Regions from separate parts of the Anser cygnoides genome. Here region 1 is linked to region 2. Evidence: chromatin contacts called from public Hi-C data. All regions are on one chromosome and are shown on one strand. The core of a region is the stretch at or near the end of the contact, and the rest is flanking DNA. Distances in the headings are between cores, read along the strand shown. Region 1 overlaps CELSR1 (cadherin EGF LAG seven-pass G-type receptor 1). Region 2 holds the start of TRMU (tRNA mitochondrial 2-thiouridylase).

The links. A called contact is a pair of places that touch in the nucleus more often than the background predicts.
Region 1: a contact with region 2 is called in a Hi-C map of liver, with 4 times the contacts expected there. The contact joins the enhancer-like site here to the promoter of TRMU in region 2. A contact is called at or near these places in 2 of 7 Hi-C or Micro-C datasets (both in liver).

Annotation. Positions count from the first base shown.
Region 1 is chr1:16,764,482-16,770,907 of Taihu_goose_T2T_genome, reverse strand. The region is part of intron 5 of CELSR1 (cadherin EGF LAG seven-pass G-type receptor 1); the gene reads left to right. Among named protein-coding and RNA genes, the nearest start is that of TRMU, 79 kb to the right of the region's middle. Within about 2 kb of position 1,982, at least 2 of the 3 cell types and tissues checked have open chromatin away from gene starts, as enhancers often do. A contact at or near this core is called in liver, where this site is marked.
Region 2 is chr1:16,686,270-16,692,120 of Taihu_goose_T2T_genome, reverse strand. TRMU (tRNA mitochondrial 2-thiouridylase) reads right to left here and starts at 3,818. Exons shown (of 12, transcript XM_048068494.2): 1 at 3,665-3,818; 2 at 3,206-3,300; 3 at 1,152-1,258; 4 at 559-681. The coding sequence starts at 3,255. GTSE1 (G2 and S-phase expressed 1) reads right to left here. Exons shown (of 12, transcript XM_048068485.2): 12 at 5,527-5,851. The coding sequence ends at 5,848.

The DNA.
Region 1 (6,426 bases), core at 733-3,232, 81 kb before region 2:
GTTTCAGAGCAAGTATGCTGTTCTTTCAGAAAATGCCCCTGCGCCTTTTATTGTTGCAAAGGAGCGTTTTCACCCTCTCTTCTGTTTTGGAGGGGGTGAAACACCGATTTAGCATGGCACGCTGTTTCTAGCAGAGTCATTGAAATGGCACCTCAGGAATTTGGTGCAAGGGCTTTGAAGTGCACTGCTATCTCCGTTTAATCACACACTAAATCTACAGTAACTCGCTGATTCACGGTGAACTTTTCAGGCATTTTGCGTCTGTCTGTGGAGTGAGGGGAAGCAGGGCTTTGCAATTACCCGGCCACTCTGGGGTCTGGGAGACCCTCACCAAGAAGAGCTGGGGGCAGCCCACGCAGCAGTGTGGGACCCCTGGGATGGACCCAGCTGTGTCCCCGTCACCCACACGGAGCTGCAGCACGCTTGGCAAGGTGTCCCCAGGGACAAGGCTAAGGGGAAGGAGTTGGCTGGCATGTCGTGCTATTTCTAGGTGTTCCCTGCACTCTGAGAGCAATAACGTTTGCATCCTGGTTGCAAAATTAAGGTATAAAAAATGCTGTATCTATATAAAGCCAAAAATGTTTGGGAGTAGTGTTCTGGCATAGGGACAAGTGGGGAATGAAGAAGGGTTTGCTGAAGTGGGAGAGGAGAGCACGTGAAGGAGAGCAAGGCTGCAGGAGACATGTGGAAGCGAGGGAGGAAGGAAAAAGCAGAAAAAGGGTTCAAAGAGCAGGAGGGGGCAGAGGAAAGGGGCAGTCCAGGGAGGAGGAAAGGGCCATGGAGGGCAGACAAGGGGGCCTGCAGCAGGGCAACACGGCAGTTGGTGTCTTCCACATGGCAAGCTGGATGTTCTCGGAGGGGTAGGCAAGGTCTCTTGGCAGCCAAAACAGGTCCTTCTTGCTGCCTCGCTGCTTCAGCATCAAAGAGCTGAGGAGCATCTAGTAATACAAATAGGAGAATAAAATTTCCATTTCAGACTGGGAAGTCTCCTTCTTCCCATCAGCACTGCAGCTAACATGGCCAAAATGAGTCAAATCCAAGAGCCTGCCCTTGGCAGGAGCTGTATGCTCTTCGTGAAGATGCTGGTTACACCGTGGAGTAAAGGTGCACTGCTGGATGCTGTGTGCATGTACCTGTGGCTTTTCACAGCTTTGTCAGAACACCTTGCCATTGCCACGTGGTGGGACATGCCTGGTGGGATGGGAAGGCTGCTCCCCATCCCTGCTGTACCACCAGGAGAGCAGCAGCTTGTTGGGCACCACCACTCACTTAGCTTAGCTTCTGGATGCAGCCAGGCAGGAGATAACAAATCAGTCTAGCAAAACTTGCTCAGCTTCGTTGCCCAGCCTGGATCCGGGCTACCGGTGTTGCAGGGAGTTTGTCTAGGAAAAGGAACTGGTCTGGTGGCTTTTCAGGATTTGCATTTTTGACTCACTGATGGGAAGCTTTGGGGTTTTCCTTTTCACTGTCACAGGCTCTCATGTTTCTCTACAGACTCGAGCCAAGTTTGTATAAAGAAATGCCATTAAAATATTCAGGGAGTAAAGGGGATACATACATCAAAGGAAGAAGGGTTTTATGTGAAATGATGCGGCCTGCTTTTCCCTGGTGACTAATCAGGAGGGATCCAGTGGATGTGTGTAAGAGATTTTCTGTTCTTCACACCAGCTAATTTTAAAGTTGCTTTGGAAATCTCTAGGGGGAAACTTGAAAAAAAGCAGAGATTAACATTAATGGTGTCTCTTAATCTAGCCTAATTTGGAGTTTCCCGACTGATCAGAAAAGTTCACATCCCGGCACTAAGCTTCTGTGGCATTTCCTAGCCTCTCCTCCCTGCATTGCCTGCTGCTGCCCGATGCGTTTGTTTTTTTCCTGCTTGTTTATTTATTTATCTTCCTCGTGGGGGCTGGACTCGGGCCGCTGGCCCAGGCAGGCCATGGCGGCAGGCGGTTAATGAGCTTTTTGACCACTGAAGCAGCACGGCATCGCCTGGGAATCAGAGAGGCTCGCTCCCTTCCAGGCGCTGGATAGCGGAGCAGGGGCCGGAGGGTTAATGAAGGAGCCGGGGGGCTGGCGGGCTGCCTAATGAGCTCCGGGGAGCCAGCGAGGGGGGACAGACCCTGACAGCGGCATCCCTCCTGCCACTGGCTCCATTTTCCCCCATTGTCGCTGTAGCTGGAGGCTCTGGGACGAAAAAAGCCCCAGAGGGTGTGAGCGTGAGGTGCTCTGCACTGAGCACCACTGGGTTTTGGGGGCTGAACCAGCACGTTAGCAATGCAGAGGAGTGTTGTTTTGTATTAAAAATAGCTAGGAAACAGATTCTTTTTAACCTTTAACCACTCCTAACAGTCAATAAATCATTAGCTACTGATTAACAAAAACAGTAGGGTAACTTTTGTCCAGTAAGCAAACTCTTGGAAACACTGAAAGGCTGGCACTGACTTCAGGATGGCTTTTCTTTTTACAGATTCGGACTTATTTAAAGACAAACAAGGCAAGCTCTGCATATTAAGCCATGGCACACAAAGGATTTGGATAAAAGACCAGCTTTCTAAAACAGATTTTTTTTTATGTGTACAGTGAGCTAAGGAAGGGCAGTACTTACAGCACGGGGACATATCTGTCCTCTGAGAAAAACAGCTCTCCTGATGCCAAGCATTGCTAGATCAGTGGGGTCTCACTTTCGAGAGTTCCTATTGTTTTCTCAAATTCTTGGCCACATTTACAGATTGCTACTGAGTCCTCTCCTCTGCTGTCAGCTCCTTCAATAGTCTCAATGGGGTGGCTGAAGCAGACGGAAGTAATCGTGGCTGAGGCTCAGACCGGAGAGCACAGCTTTGAGTCTGAGTACAGGAAATATCTGTGAAGTTGGAACACTCTCCTGTAGGTGACAAAAATGCTCTAGTATCCCTCTTCCCATCCTTGCAAAAATTCAAATGGTAATTTTCTTATGTGAGACTGGAACTAGGAATTTGGAAGAAGATGTTCCTGGTGGATTAGAGATTTGTGAGACCCTCAGGAAAGCCCTAGTATCTTGCAGATTAACTAATACAGGGTGAGATCCAGACACCTAATCCTCATTGCTGCAGCTGACTAACTAAACAAACATTTGCACTTTGCAATATTTTTACATCTACAGTATATAGTCTGGCTTAATTATAAATAAATCGACCAAAGATTGGACTGTTTGCTTAAACCTCTCCAACATTTTGCATCATGGCTTTTGAAAAAAAGTATTATTTATAATATAAAAATATAATTGTTAAGTATATAAGACAAGGCTTCCATTATCCATTATTCTGTATGTCTTTTCCATTCACTGTGCATTATTAGATCATCTGTATCCTTAATAAGTAACTCTGTGGGCTCCAGCAGTTTAAATATTTACTTTAAAATAACAGAAGATCCAAATGAAACTGAGATGCATCAGAATATCTCTGTGATATTTTAAGTGGATCAGAATATCTCTGTGATATTTTAAGTGGAATGGGAGTAGGTTTGTGCAGTAGATACGCAAACTATAAACAGATGTGTTTTGATGACCTTCTCTCCTCTCTCCGGTCTCCATTTATATGAAGCAAGTTCACAGATGAAGCTTCCCAGCATTTTACACGCACCTGTGAGAACCTACGTGTGTTTCTTTCTGTTGAAATTGTGGGGGAAAGTCAAAACAGTTCATTGTTCCGTCCTTGGGTTTCACTAAAATCAGATTTGGCATCTCTAGTGACATATCTTTGGGGTGGCGTTCTCTCGCTCCGCCACCGACTGCAAGCACAGGAAATCCCCCAGGTGGCCATGTCAGCAGCCAAGGGACTTGCATCACCTTCGCAGCTTGAGAAGGTTGTCCCTCCGGGTCCCCACTGAGGCCAGAAGACGTGTGGGACATCTCACGGTTAACTCTGCTCTGGTTGGGAAGGGTGCTGCAGTTTTCAAGACATCCCGGGACGCTGTCATTCCTGTGACTTTGGGCCTGGGAGAATGCCATGCATAGATCTGAAATTTGAGATTACCCACCCATAGATCAGAACTGCTAATCTCCTTCCTGAAAGCTTGGAGAGAGAAAGTTAAGTTTCATGTCGTTGTTTACAATTTTACGTACTTATTGCCATAATTTGAGAAACATAAATATGGTTCATCTTGTTTTAAAGAAAAAGAGAAATGTAGGGGCTTCCTTCATGTGTCAGGGCCATGCTTCTTTCACTTTGACAAAAGACTCTGTATGTAGTTGAGAAGCAAGCATAGATGTCAATGCAGCAGATTTTAATATGGGATGCCGTGGCTGTGCATACAGGCGGGCCTAGAGGTGAAGACGTATGAGGATGGCTGAGGTCCCTGGGTTTGTTCAGCCCAGAGCAGAGCAGGCTGAGGGGAGGCCTCATGGCGGCCTGCAGCTCCCTCACGAGGGGAGCGGAGGGGCAGGCGCTGAGCTCTGCTCTCTGGGGACAGCGACAGGACCCGAGGGAACGGCATGGGGCTGGGACAGGGGAGGGTCAGGCTGGGTGTTAGGGAAAGGTTCTGCACCCAGAGGGTGGTCGGGCACTGGGACAGGCTCTCCAGGGCAGTGGGCACAGCACCAAGCTACTGGAGTTCGAGAAACATTTGGACAACGCTCTCGGACACATGCGGGCCCAGGAGTTGGACTCTGTGTCCCTTCCCACAAGGATATTCTCTGATTCTATGATTCTATACACTGAATGTTTGAAGAATCATTACATACATGATGGTGATAAAATTCTGCAACACTCAGGGTTGCCTTTTTTTTTTTCCCCCCAGTCCAGGAGGAGTACATTTCTTTCATAGTTTGTTTAAGTGAGACCCAGTTCTCTCTCTGGCACTGTTTGGTTCCTCTGCTTGCTACTCGCTTTTACAGCATGTGGTCTTTGAAGTTTGAATCCCAACCTCTTTCTGGACAAGTGCTAAATTAAAAGGCAGTCTTTAGGGCTAGGCAGCACAAGGTAAATTTTCAGCTCCATGAGCAGCAACTTAGTTACATGACTTGCATTGCCATTAATGGGGATCATGCTGGTAAATTCCTGTACACCACACTGAACATTTACTCATGAGTGCAGAACTGGCACAGCTAATGAAACTTGCCTTTTCGGTAGCATGGTGCTTCAGGAGATGAGTCTGACAGGCAGAAAGGACTGCTAAGTACCCAGGTGAAAGTCTGGCTTTTAATTCCTTGAACATATTTCCAGAAAATAATAGTGTGAATTAATGCTGGTTTGTGTTAGCTGTTCCTACTGTTTGGGATCAGTCTTGCTCCAGTTGTATTGCACAGAAGCAAAGCTCGTGCCTGAAATGTAGATATTTGTATTGTCATTTGGTGTTGGGAATTCACTTTCTTGTGCATTTTCCAAGTATTAATTACTATGATTTATTTTCTTACAAACGTAGGTCAGTCCTCTGCTAACACCAGCTCCTATAACCACAAACAAACAAAGTTCTTTTTTATCATTTTTGCCCCTGATACTCTCCCAAAAATGACCCCTCTGATGACTGGGCATCACCTGGTGATTTCCAGCCTATGTTACTCAAGGGCATCTTTTACCCATTTATTCTTGTACCGTGTCCATTGCAGTGATAGTCTTCTCGGTTCCAAAACCCTTCCTCAGCCTTTACTTTGCATCTGCTCTAGTTTGAAGTTATTTTTAATAAATGAATTCAAAATTATCCACAACATTCTCTGCTATTCATTGTCATAAAATTTGCCTAATACCCATCCTTGCAACAACCCACCGTTGCATTGCCTCTTACATTTTAATCGCACCATGGTTCATAATTGCTTTGTAGCCAATTAATACAGTTAATTCTTCCATACTTTTCATCATTTATAGCTGACGATCTCTAAGCTTACAGTAGAAATTCTTGTCATTAGATCCCAAGTTTCATAATGTGTGATTAATTCTCTTTTTAGGACTCAGATATTCAAAGTGATTCTTTTTTTTTTTTAAATGCATGATACTCTAAATACCCTTTCAATTACCCCAAAAAATATACATTTAGTATTAATCAAAATATTAAATGAATAAAATCAGTTTCATGATTCAGTACTGCAGGAACTCCTAACTTAGGCTCCGTCCATTCCAGCTTTTTATTTTTATTCACATTACTTAAGTTATAAAGTATTCCCTAAGCTAGGGGCTGAAAAGATGAGTGGTGTAGTACTTGTGACATAGAAAAAAAAAAGTCCAGCTCACATGAAATCACTCAGGGAATCTCTTTCCTTTCCCAGCAACATATTCTTGAATTTCTGGCCCTTTCTATCAAGTGGGTCTTTTAACATGGTCAGAAAATTATGACATGTTTGAACTAAGGGTGGTTTGAACTGCATGCGGGTCTGTTTTTGTTCACTTGAATAATCCATTTACTTTGCTTCATCTTGTGGTTCTGTGTGGTCATCACATGCCAGAGGCCTGCACTGCA
Region 2 (5,851 bases), core at 2,569-5,068:
GAATGGAGAAGGCACTGAATGAAAGATTCTTTTTTCCCCCAGTAAAATTATACTGGAGTCCAATTACTGTATAAAACAATGTTATTAATTTTAACGTTTCAAAGGTCGTAAATCTAAAGATACTACCTAAGCATATCCCCATGATAAGGTCTATTATATACCGAATAGCCAAAGAATACATTCATTAAAAAAAAGAAACACATCGAGTAATTTTTACATAAGTCACTGAAATACTTGACAAAGATTTCCTGAAATGCTTCTCCAGGGTGTGGAAGATAGCCCTGTCTCCTTAATCCACATTACAGCTCCTCCAGAATGTGGATTACTCCTGAAACACTCATTCTTACCCCTCTGCACCTGGATTAGCAAATGTAACACTTGACTGGTCAGTGTAATTTTCAGTGAGGCAAATCCCCTGTTTTGCCCAATCAGCCTTCTAGAGGCTGGGGTTTAAACAGTAATCATCACGTGTGAAGTCGTTAACTTCCCCGATTACGTGACACAAAATATAGTTTAAATTTCTCTTTCATACCTAGGATGAAATATAAAACTACTTACTATTTCTAACTTCAAACCGGTTTCTGAAAAGCCCTTGTGGTCTTTTAGTGTATTTCTGATTAAAAACTTCCTCATCCTCCAGTGACGTCCTAGCATAATGCCCAGTAGCAATTGCATCGGCTCCTAGCAAGGAAAAAAAGGTGAAAAATAAACAAACATAAAACTCACAAAGGCACATACTTGAAATTCACAGTGTAAAGCAGGGCTATAAACATCTAGGAAAAAAGCAGAAAACAACGAAGGAAGAAAACCTAAGGAGAAGTCTTATACTGACAGGCATCACACCCCTGCTATTTAATCAACATGAACTGTTAATCAGCATGTTGGAATTTGTGTTTTTGTACTTTAAGGACCACCCAAGAATGTAAGATTTAATGCTCAGGTCAACATGCATCCCTGAATTAAATCTGCTCCTAAATATATAACAGTAAATTCAAACCCAAATAGTTTACAGATATTGAAATACTGCCACAGAGATGCACAATTTATGCACACAACTGAATTCCTGTTTTTCCCCACCTTTCCAGAAGTTGCTACCATTTTAGCATTTCCCCCGCATACGCTGTGTACTGATGCACTTCAAAGAGCCTTACCAAGGTTATCCATAGCATAGTGAAGAAAGTAGTTGAATTTTATATGCTTGTTACACACAATATCAGGATTAGGTGTCCTTCCCAATTCATACTCTTTTAAGAAGTCACTGTAAAATAAAGAGTCACACGTATATTAACATTATTAGCACTGCACGATACTCTCCAATACAGGAAGATCAGTTACACGGGAGAACTTGAGACCCAGTCATATGAAGCATTTTATGTAAGAGATAAAATATCCATCAGCTTTTAACCTGTAAAAAACAATGCTTGCAGGATTTTCTCCAGACTGAGGGCATGGTCAAACCATCATTCACAATCTTGCACAGTACAGATGATTTATTAAATTACCATTACTCAGGGGAGACACAGCTATCCACTGTGCACATCCTACTTATCTCTTACAAAATACTTATTTTTCAGAATTAAAAAAGCCTGATCAATTTTTCAAAGCTTTTCAAGCAGCCACCAGGAGATTGTGTGTTCCAGCTGCAAGGACACTAGCTTAATCTGTGAGAGCATACCATAAGCAGTCATGGGACCTTGCCTTAACTTTATAGACATTTTTTCCTGCCTTTTTTTTTTTTCCCCACTCAAAAAATAAGTATAGTTTCTCATGGTCAAATTGTAGTTTTTACACTTTCATGCAACTAAAATGCTTAGCATTATTCGCTTGAAAACATTTAAATAACTACTAATAAAATTAAATTAGCATACAGCGATGCACAGAGACAGCAGAAGGCCCAATGTTTGCTTTATTTTGCTTGCCCTCAGTGGTCACTCAAGTCAAAAGGGACAGAGGGCAGAGCCTGGAAAAGAATCTTTACCTGTATTTAAACGAACTACTGAATCTCTCTGATGCAAAGACATGAAACAGACTCTGTACAGACCATGGGAAAGACAAGACCTGAGATAGTTCTCTTGATAAAAGGTGGTTTTTGATGAATAATCCTTTAAAGAGAGACTTCAGGGAATAAATTCAAGCTCAGCGATGACAGTAAGGAAAAAAAGGCTTCTGGAACAAACCAAGATACTTACAACACTTTGCTTGGGAATGCTGTACTAATAAATGATGAGAAGCAAAAGGAAAGCTGATCTTCTGTGATCTTTGATTCATCATTTACAGCCATCCCCCACCCCGCAAGAGTTTTGATACCATTCATTCATTCTCTCACACCAAAAATGAAAATGGAGTGAACCTTCCCAGAACAGGACCATTTTCTTCACTGAATGTGCAAGAGTTTTGTGTTTAACTTGATGCCACTGCCATGTGGCACAGAGATAGCACAACTAAGTTATTCCTCAGTTTCTTCTAAGACAAGGTAACAAGAGCACTACTTAAAGGAGGAGGAAAATGAACTAATGTTGAATAAGTAGGAGAGAAATTTGGTTGTTACACCAATACCTCCCTTCTTCTCCCTTCCAAGAAAACCTTTCAGCTTTCTCCATGCATAACTTTCTTCCATTACAGTGGAACAAAGTCATAGGAAGAGCAAATCTGAACATCCACTTCAGAGAACAACATCAAATTTGTCAGAAATTTTAAGAAGGCTAAGTCATGATTGCTCTGTGATAAACTGGATTCAGCATATACTAATATAACGTACAATGCACTGCATAAATTACACAAATAAACAAGGGTAATAGCATCCCATGACATAATTTTTCCTCAAGCTACGATAATGTTGGGCCAGTATGTAGGAAAAAGAAATGAGCTGCAATAATGGCATTAACATGCATTCATAATAACTGTAGATAAACCTATTAATTTCAAAATTAACGAGTGTATTAAAACCAACAGTTAAATTGTGATGTTAAATGTGAATGAGAGAGAAAACAATTCTGCGTTTAAGGAGCGTCACTACTTCCTTTTAGCACCAATAATACTGCAATAAACTGCCTTTACCATCCTCACTTTTCACAGGAACACGGCACTATGTTAATCTCTTTCTGAAAGACCACCTGTTTTGAGTAGGTTTCTACCTGAATACTTCATTCCAGTATTCCTTCACGTAGGAAACCTGGTGAAAAGGGATATCGAGCTTCTGACAAACCCGGTAAGCATCTTCGCAATCTCGGTCGACGGAGCAAGCTCCTTGCTCATCCAGAGGGTCCCAGTTTTTCATGAAGACGCCCGTCACTTGGTAGCCTACCAAGGGAAGGCAAGGAATGACTGATAAACTGAAAATCTTATAGGGTGGGCCTTAGGACTGTGTTTTTCAAGGCAACCGCGTCCTTCAGAAGATGCGAGAAACTCTGTATTATGCACGCACCCTGCTAGGAGTTTCACAGTAAAGCTATCACGTAATATTTTCGCTAAGGGCAGAGCAATAGCTGACACCCAGATAAGGTGTTTATGAAATCCCCACGGCAACAGCACACAATGCCGAGTTGCTCCGGCTTCCCCCTGCACCACCGGCTCCCTCCGGCGCCCCGAGCCTTGCCTTCCCCTCTCCCTCAGCCCCGGGGGGACCCGGCCGAGACCCGACGGGGGCCCGGCCGCCCTCGCCCACCTCGGCGCCTCAGCAGCAGCGCTGCCACGGCGCTGTCCACCCCGCCGGACACGGCGCAGGCGACATGGCGGGCCCCCGCCCCCCGCAGCATCGCCCCGGCCAGGATCGGCCCGGCTCGGCCCCACCGCCCCTTCCTCCCCGCCGCCCGCCCCTTCCGCCGCCATGGCCCCGGGGGCCGGGCTTAGCGTGAGGGGAGCGAGCGGGGCTGGGCGGTTTCTGGCGAGCAGGGGCAGCTTTTCTCGGCACAGGGGGTTGTCTGAGGGCAGGTGGGACGGGAGGTGGGTGGAGGAGGCGTTATTAAGGCAATTAAAGTGTAAAAGTTAGAGAAGGTGGCCCGAATTTGCTGCCCTTGACCCCCCCCCCCCGCGCAGTCAGTGGGAACCACCTCTGCCAGCTGCTCATCGGCAGAGGACTCGAGTTGTACCGGATAAACCAAGCCACAGTTTGACCCAGTGAAAATCTTAATGTCTAGGATCGATTGCTTCATGTTCGCTACCATTAAATGAGGCAGCAGCTGTGCCACATGCTGCACGATGCAGGTCTGGAGGTCGGGGCAGCCCCCACCCATTGTGGACTTACTGCCGTGAAGTTTGGGCAAGTGACCTGCTCCTTGAAGGGGAAAAGTGGCAGAGTGGGATGCATCTACATGCCGTCAGCTCTCGGTGAATCCCACAACTATTCAGCTGGCCTGATGCCTGCTTTAGGACCATGCAGGGATATGGTTCGCAGGGTAGCTGACACAGCCCACTGAAAATTGCCAATAAAAGAGTTGTTATGGTCATCCCCCAAAACTGTTCTTAACTGACACATAACAGTTGATTCTCTCTCAGTTTCTGAAATAGGGCATAACCTAATTTTAAAATGAAATCACAAATACACCAATACTGGGAGAAAGAGTGGGTGTGGTGTTTCCTTTTTGGTTGTTTTTGGTTGTTTTTAAAGTGTCCCCCTTTGTTTTCATTTGAAACTGTACAAAGAACTAGCTTCTGCACCCTGCTTAAAGGCTACATGAAGACATGGTTTGAGTATTGCTTTAACTGAGCAGCAGACTCCTAAGTGAAATTTTAGTAAATGCCTTGGTTATCCATCTCACTTTTTGCAGAGGGAAAGCAGGAACAAGAAAAAGTATAGAAATTCTACGTCACAGTGGGTCATACTTAGTAGGACGGGGTGGCATGGTTGCTCCCTCTGACTCAGAAGTCTTCACAACCTTGCCAGAAGTCTTGGTTCACAAGTCTGATGCTGCAGTAACCACAGAAAAGGCAGCCATGGTAAAAAGTAAAGTACCTCCACCTAAAGCAGCCTTGTTCAACATCAGTATTTAACAAACTCATCTGAACACTTTTTCCCTATTTAGACAGTTGGTCTCAAAGTTACCAATGGATAGAATATTTCCAGAAGCTGATTAACTTTTATACGTTGATATACTAAGCTAATACATGCACAGCAGAAGCTTCTGGTCTCCAAAACAGATATCTGACTTTAACAGTTATGTGCTACTATTGTGTGCATTTTCATTTCCACTCACCTCTCTGTATTTAAAAGTCTCCACATATCATGAAAGTGTTGCAAACTCTAATTTTTCTGCTATTTGAAAGGGAGAAATTTAAGCCTTCAAATGTCAAGACCAAGCCATCTGGCAATAACATGCTGTTACTTTCTTCATTGAATCATACAATCATCCAGCTGTTAATGTTAGTATATTCCACTAATTCAACAGTAAAGAATTTATTTCCTGACTTGCAACACTTTTGTATTAAAAACTGAAATCCACTAGTTTTACCTGCATTGTAAGATTTTAGTGAAACATTAAAATAGACTGACCAAATCCTGTAGTAAGAGATTCCTAGTTTGTACAACAGTTTGTTAGTTAAACCCGTTTATTTTTAAGTTAAATCTTCATTGCACATAGGAAATAAAGACACAAAGGACAACCAGTAAGAAATAAAAAAATGCAGGCTTCCAATACAGAGACTATCCCTTTGACTTAAACTTTAAATACGCCGTTGTGGTATATCCATGAGGAAAACTCTTCGTCGGACTGAGTTTTACTGTATAAGGACTCTTACAATTCTATTGCTACAGCATTTCACCATTCATCTTCATAAAGCTATGTGAGTGAAGAGTAGCACCTAACACTTTAAAGATCACAGATACCAAGAATTCTTCACTTCAGCCCAAGTTCAG